2 separate regions of the Mus musculus genome follow, and region 1 is linked to region 2. Evidence: chromatin contacts called from public HiChIP or PLAC-seq data. All regions are on one chromosome and are shown on one strand. Each heading gives the region's core, a stretch centred on a gene start, on an enhancer-like site or on the middle of the called end of the contact. The rest is flanking DNA. Distances are from core to core; before and after follow the strand shown.

Region 1 (2,700 bases), core at 38-2,537, 230 kb after region 2:
AGGGAATTTTCACTACAGGAAATAGCTAATAACCACTGGAGATGCCCATGTACTTGACCAGGACAGTTCAGGGTAAGTCATAGAATCTGAAGTACATAACACTATGAAGACAGAAGTCTCACCCTCCTGGTGTCACCAGGACGGTCCTTATCAGTGGCCTTACTCACTTGTACTGCTGTCATGTCAACTGCCCCCACCTCTTTTTCATTACACCTTACCCATCTCCTTTATGATCTCTAAACCAGCACCCCTACTGGACCATTTCTTGTCTGGTTTTCCCGAGCCTGGATCAATGCTTGCACAGAGTAGGTCTCAACAAATCCAAGCAAAGGGTCCCAGCCAAGCAGCCTTGAGACTTCGGCGACACAAGAGCCTCCTCCTGGGATCCTACTAGCCTCAGCCTAGTCGGTTCTCCCTGAGCCTCCAATGAAGTCCAGCATCTTTGGTTATAGGAGAAGCATGCTGCACGAAGCTGGCTCATGATCCTCTCGGTCTGACAGAACACAGGCTGCTGAGGAAGGGAAGGGTGGGCAGGGCATGCTGGCCAGCCCTAACTTGATTCCCCCCAAACATGAGTCTCCGACCAACAATGGAAGCTACTAGAGACTGTCTCTGTTAGAGCTCTCTCTGACCCCAAGGCTTCGTCTGTCTTCCATCACTCCTCTCCAAACAGAACACAGGTTGGGAATGATGAACAACAATGCGAGTCAGGACTTGAAAGACAGACAGCTCCTCAGCTTACCAAGGGCAGGCTATTCCCTACAGGACCGCTTGGGGGCTCCAGGCACCATCCAGTGAGCCCAGAAAACAGAGATTGCGATGGTAGGGAGGTGCGCGGCAACAGCTTGTGCTTACTTATGTTAAACAGATCCACTCAGTCAAGGGTCGGAGTGAGGTACGTGGAAAATAAAGCCTGCGGGGACCAGCGAAAGCAGCGGGCAGCCCCAAGTAAAGGGAACAAGAACACCAAACAGGCTGTACTACATGAGACCACATCCGAGAGGGTGGCACAGACTGAGGGGCACATGAGATTCTTTAACCTCTTCTATCCGGGTTCGAGTCCGAACCAGGCAGGAAAAAAGCAGCAGAGCTGGTTTCGACTGGAGCGAAACCACAGATGTTTGATCAAGGAGGTTAGGGCCAATGTGGAACTTTGCAGAACCTAGCATTGCAGAAGGTAGGGTGGATTCTTGCTCCGCTCGGGGTGGAGTCTAATAGGGAAGGGCGGGACCACTTCGTGCTACTTCTGGTCTATCAGGGGAGCTCAAAAGTCTCATGGGTGGGCCCGCTGTGAAGCGGGAGGGGCTTTGACGCGCGCCCCGCCTCCCAGTGGTGCGTCTTTTGCGGTGCAGGAAAGCTACTAAGTACGCGCGTGCGCATAGCGCGCGTGGGTCCTAAAGTGGTGTTTCGTGGGTTATCTTTGCAAATGGGCTCCGCGGCCTAGCGCCCTGGTGGCCTAAAAACGAAGCCTGCAAGGAAGGGGTTCTCCGCCGAGGTGAGGGCAGTGACGAAGGCAGCCGGCGGTGGGGTGGGGGAGGCGCGTCTTCTTGGGGCCAGGAGCAGACAAAGCCCCTTTGTCTCACCACGCAGCCGGACCGGGCTGGTTGGAGCCGCTTGGAAACCTGGCACTGTCAGGACCCGGGAGACTCGGGGAACCCTCCGGTGTGCGGTGACCAGGGCCCACATTCTGCTCTCGTCTCCGCAGCGCCTCGGTCCTGAAGCATGGCAGCCATCCCTTCCAGCGGCTCGCTCGTGGCTACCCATGACTACTATCGGCGTAAGTAGCCCCTCGCCAGCCCCGCCCAGGGCTGGCCCAGGGCCCTGTGGCTGACCCGCCTCCCCTTCCCAGGACGCCTGGGCTCCTCGTCCAGCAGCAGCTCCGGCGGAAGTGCCGAGTACCCTGGGGACGCCGTGCTCCAGTCCCCGGGTAAGTGCAGAACCAGCCAGCGGAAGGGCAGAGTTCACGTCCTAAGGCGGAGTGGGGTGGGGGATGGGTAGCGTGGAGAAGGACTTGACCCCATCGTGACCCTCCTTTGCTCCTCAGGTCTTCCCAAAGCCGACCCGGGCCACTGGTGGGCCAGCTTCTTTTTCGGGAAATCCACACTCCCGTTCATGACTACAGTGTTGGAGTCTCCTGAGCGGTGAGTCCATCTTCCATGTGGTTGTGGGGGTGGCCCCAATTAAAGCAAATGCCGACCCAGTGACCTATGCTCTCCTTACAGCTCGGCAGAATCCCCCCAGGTCTCCAGAAGCCCGATGACCTGTGGCCTGACTCCTGAAACCATGAAGCAGCAGCCAGTCATCCATTCTGGCCAGACCAACCCCAGGGACCTTTCCTGACCTATCAGAATCTGCAGCCTGCCCAAGCTGAAGTGGTGCTAGGCCAGTGCCTACCCTCTCGACCCTCCCTGTAAACTAGGAAGGCTGAACAAGAGAAACCAGTAGAAGCTGGAGAGAGCCCCCTCTTGGTTCACAGCACTGAACTTTCCTGACCCCATAACTGTGTCTTGGCACAAAGCAGAAAATAAACTCACAGCAGCCACCCTCCCCTGGTATGTTTGAAACATTACTGAATCCAGCCTTGCTTCCTGCTGGATGCTATACTGCTCCCAGGCTTTCCTGACAGCTCCTTGAGACCCTTCCCAGTGATACCCCTGCATCTGGTGAGATACCCTCTCAAGTGGGCCTGGCCCCAGGTAG
Region 2 (2,700 bases), core at 22-2,521:
ACAAAGCGACTCTGTTTCTTGACTCCCACTTTGAGCAGGCTCTAAACCCGAGTCAGCGCACTTATTCCTGTCCTTTACCTGCAGGTCATCCTGCAGGACTTCTCTCCATCTTCCCTTTGAGGGACCCCTTCACAGAAAGACAACGCTCAACACTGCTCCAAGGCTGGAGGCAGCAAATCGGACTTGCCCTGTAGAAACCTGCAAACCAGTAAAAACTTGGACCATGGACCTCCCTGTAATCCCACATTATGCCTGGCAGTCCCTGGAGGTACAAAACACTCCCTGTGTTGCTGGGAGGACAAAACACCAAATGCCTTAAAGTGTCTTTAAAATAACTTCTTCCTCAGGGACCTCCGGCTACCCAGTCTAGCAGGGTTCAGGCCCACACCCAGCCCAGAAACAACAAAGCTACATTTCCTTTTTAAGACCAGATACTTAGGACTCATTAGCATTTAGCAAAGGAGTTTCCCCAGCGACCTTTGTTTTAGCCTCTTCAACCCCAGAACCCTTATTCCAGGCTCCAAGCTCAGGGAGAGCTGCAAAGTTGTTCAGTGTCATTCAAGTTCTCTGACAAGGCTTTTCTGCTAGTGGACCTGGGCTCAACCCTAAGCATCTGGGCCTGAGAGCCCTATCCCTCTACAGGTCCAGGAAGATTGGGAGACTCCAAGGTAGTCTGTGCCTGCGCACAAGCTGGGCACGTCAAGTGATCACACTCTCCAGCACACCTGATTCTAATGTCCACACTCAGACACCGAACTTTGCTGTAGGCTCAGTCCCTTGTGCCGCCGGTAGTAAGACACCCGTGCTTGCTTCTCCCGGCCACAGGCGCCTTGGGGCGCCTGGGCATCAAGAGCAACATTCTCCCCCTGATTAGGCACTCTGGACCAGACTCCCGAAGCAGCCCTCCCGAAGGCTTTTGTTCCTAGCTGTCGGGGGTTGGGGGGGGGTTGGGGGGGCAGGCGCTCCTCAGCACCTGTCCCCGCCAGCAGGGACGCTACTCCCCAAGCAAACAGCGCACCGTGACAGCTCCCCTTGCACGCCACAAATCGGCTGCAGCAACCACAGCCAAGTGCAAGCCGTCATCCCAGGAACCACCCGAGGCTGGTGCGGGTCCGGAAAGCCACGCAGGACACCCGGACTCACCAGCTGCAGAGCGCAGAGCGCAAGAAGCGTGCAGCGGCCGGAGCAAAAGCCCATGGTATTCACTTCGCCCGTGGGAGCCTTTGCTGCCAGAGTGGGCTGGAATCCTCCGCGTATGAAACCTTCTGTCCAGCCTCCCCACCCCCAACCCCCATTCCTCCGCCCCGCATTGCCCTGAAAACACCGCCTCCTTCCAGCTTGCAGATCCCGCCCCAACGGGATCTTGCCTCGGGTAAACCTAGCAGACCCCAGCCCCGTCTGCCCCTCCTCTTAGATCCTGCCCCTGCCCACAGGCTCTTTAGACTCCGCCCACCCCCATCTCTCCTGCTCTGGATAACAGCTGCGCTGCGTCTGTCTCCACGCTTAGATACCCCTAGTCCTTGCAGCCCTTAGGGGCTTCAAACGGTCCGGAGAGGAGGCGCGGGACCCTTCTTAAAGCGGCGATGACAGGACTCTCTGGCAGTATAGAGCAGCGCAGGGCTGAATAGTGGCCACAGGACAGACTTGATCTGTCAATGAGTCTGTCCCAGAATGCTCATAAAAGAATAATTAGCAACTGTGTCTACCCCAGATAGCTCTCGGCCTGGCTTCTGTCCCTGATCCGAACCCTCTGGTGGGACATACACTTCTGCTCTGTTGAGTTCAAACTTCTTTCTTGTGAAGGTTCAGAGGTACCCCATGAAAAGAGGTGTTTTCAGTGTGAAAGTCTTTAAGACGCCTCATCTTCTAGAAGCCCCGACCTGGTCCGGAGCTCTTTGTGTGTATTGAGAGCAAGGACTCAGGAGCAGGAGGAATGATGGGCTCACCAGTAAGTACTTCTCTTGTCCAGAAGGTGTGGGTCCAGGTCTACTTAGGAACATCACTAGGCACTCTAATAGTACACAGAACACCCTGCTTCCCGGAGGCTTGAACATGGGATTTAGCTAGGTTGTAGAGGAGCCTCATATCCAGGCAGGAATGGATAGCATGGTCAGAGGGAAGCATTGGGCTGTAGTGCAGGTCCTAGTGAATAACGATAAAAGGCCTGTCCCTGGGGCAGGAATCTTGTGCTAGCAGCAGAAGGAGGTAGACAGGAGAACCAGTTCACACAAGGTGGTTTGGCCACAGGCTTCTGGGGGAAACTGAGTCTAGGTAGCTTTGCCCTTGATTTGAGCAGCTCAGGGACAGAGAAGCAAAGCCAGCGTCACCCAGTTTCATGGGGATGCTCAGAGTATCTATAGATAGCCTTCCTCTGTGTGACAACCATTGTGCACTGAGAACTCCTCCACCACTGGCTTCTCATGGAGAAGTGATCTGTGACTTCCTGTGGTTACTTAATTCCTGAATCACTCGTACTATTTTATGAATTACCAAATTTCCCTTATCTCATCTTGGTGGACAGTCACAAGCAGCATTGGCAGGGTCCAATTGTACCAGCCCATTTAATAGCAAGCAAGTCAAGGCCTTCAGCCTTGGGGAGGAAGCCAGCCAAGATCCTTAATCCGAGCTGGTGGAGGTGCATGTCTCAGGCCCCCAGTAAATAAAGCTCAGAGAGGAGAAGTGGGGGGGGGGCGGGGAGGG

The links. HiChIP or PLAC-seq counts read pairs in DNA pulled down with a chosen protein or histone mark.
Region 1: a FOXA1 HiChIP or PLAC-seq map of pancreatic cancer cells shows a contact between it and region 2. The contact joins the promoter of Ppdpf here to the promoter of Nkain4 in region 2. A contact is called at or near these places in 2 of 39 promoter capture datasets (neural stem cells and pre-B cells), 7 of 484 Hi-C or Micro-C datasets (CD4 T cells, CD8 T cells, embryonic stem cells and 3 more), 6 of 115 datasets of contacts at active chromatin or transcription factors (effector CD8 T cells, embryonic stem cells, extraembryonic endoderm stem cells and 3 more) and 3 of 9 other capture datasets (adipose tissue, macrophages and pancreatic islet).

The regions. Positions count from the first base shown.
Region 1 is chr2:181,185,960-181,188,659 of GRCm38.p6, forward strand. It overlaps Ppdpf (pancreatic progenitor cell differentiation and proliferation factor), which reads left to right and starts at 1,288. Exons shown (of 5, transcript NM_001356427.1): 1 at 1,288-1,495; 2 at 1,706-1,777; 3 at 1,850-1,927; 4 at 2,045-2,141; 5 at 2,223-2,545. The coding sequence starts at 1,723. The coding sequence ends at 2,340.
Region 2 is chr2:180,953,428-180,956,127 of GRCm38.p6, forward strand. Nkain4 (Na+/K+ transporting ATPase interacting 4) reads right to left here and starts at 1,272. Exons shown (of 7, transcript NM_021426.4): 1 at 1,144-1,272. The coding sequence starts at 1,197.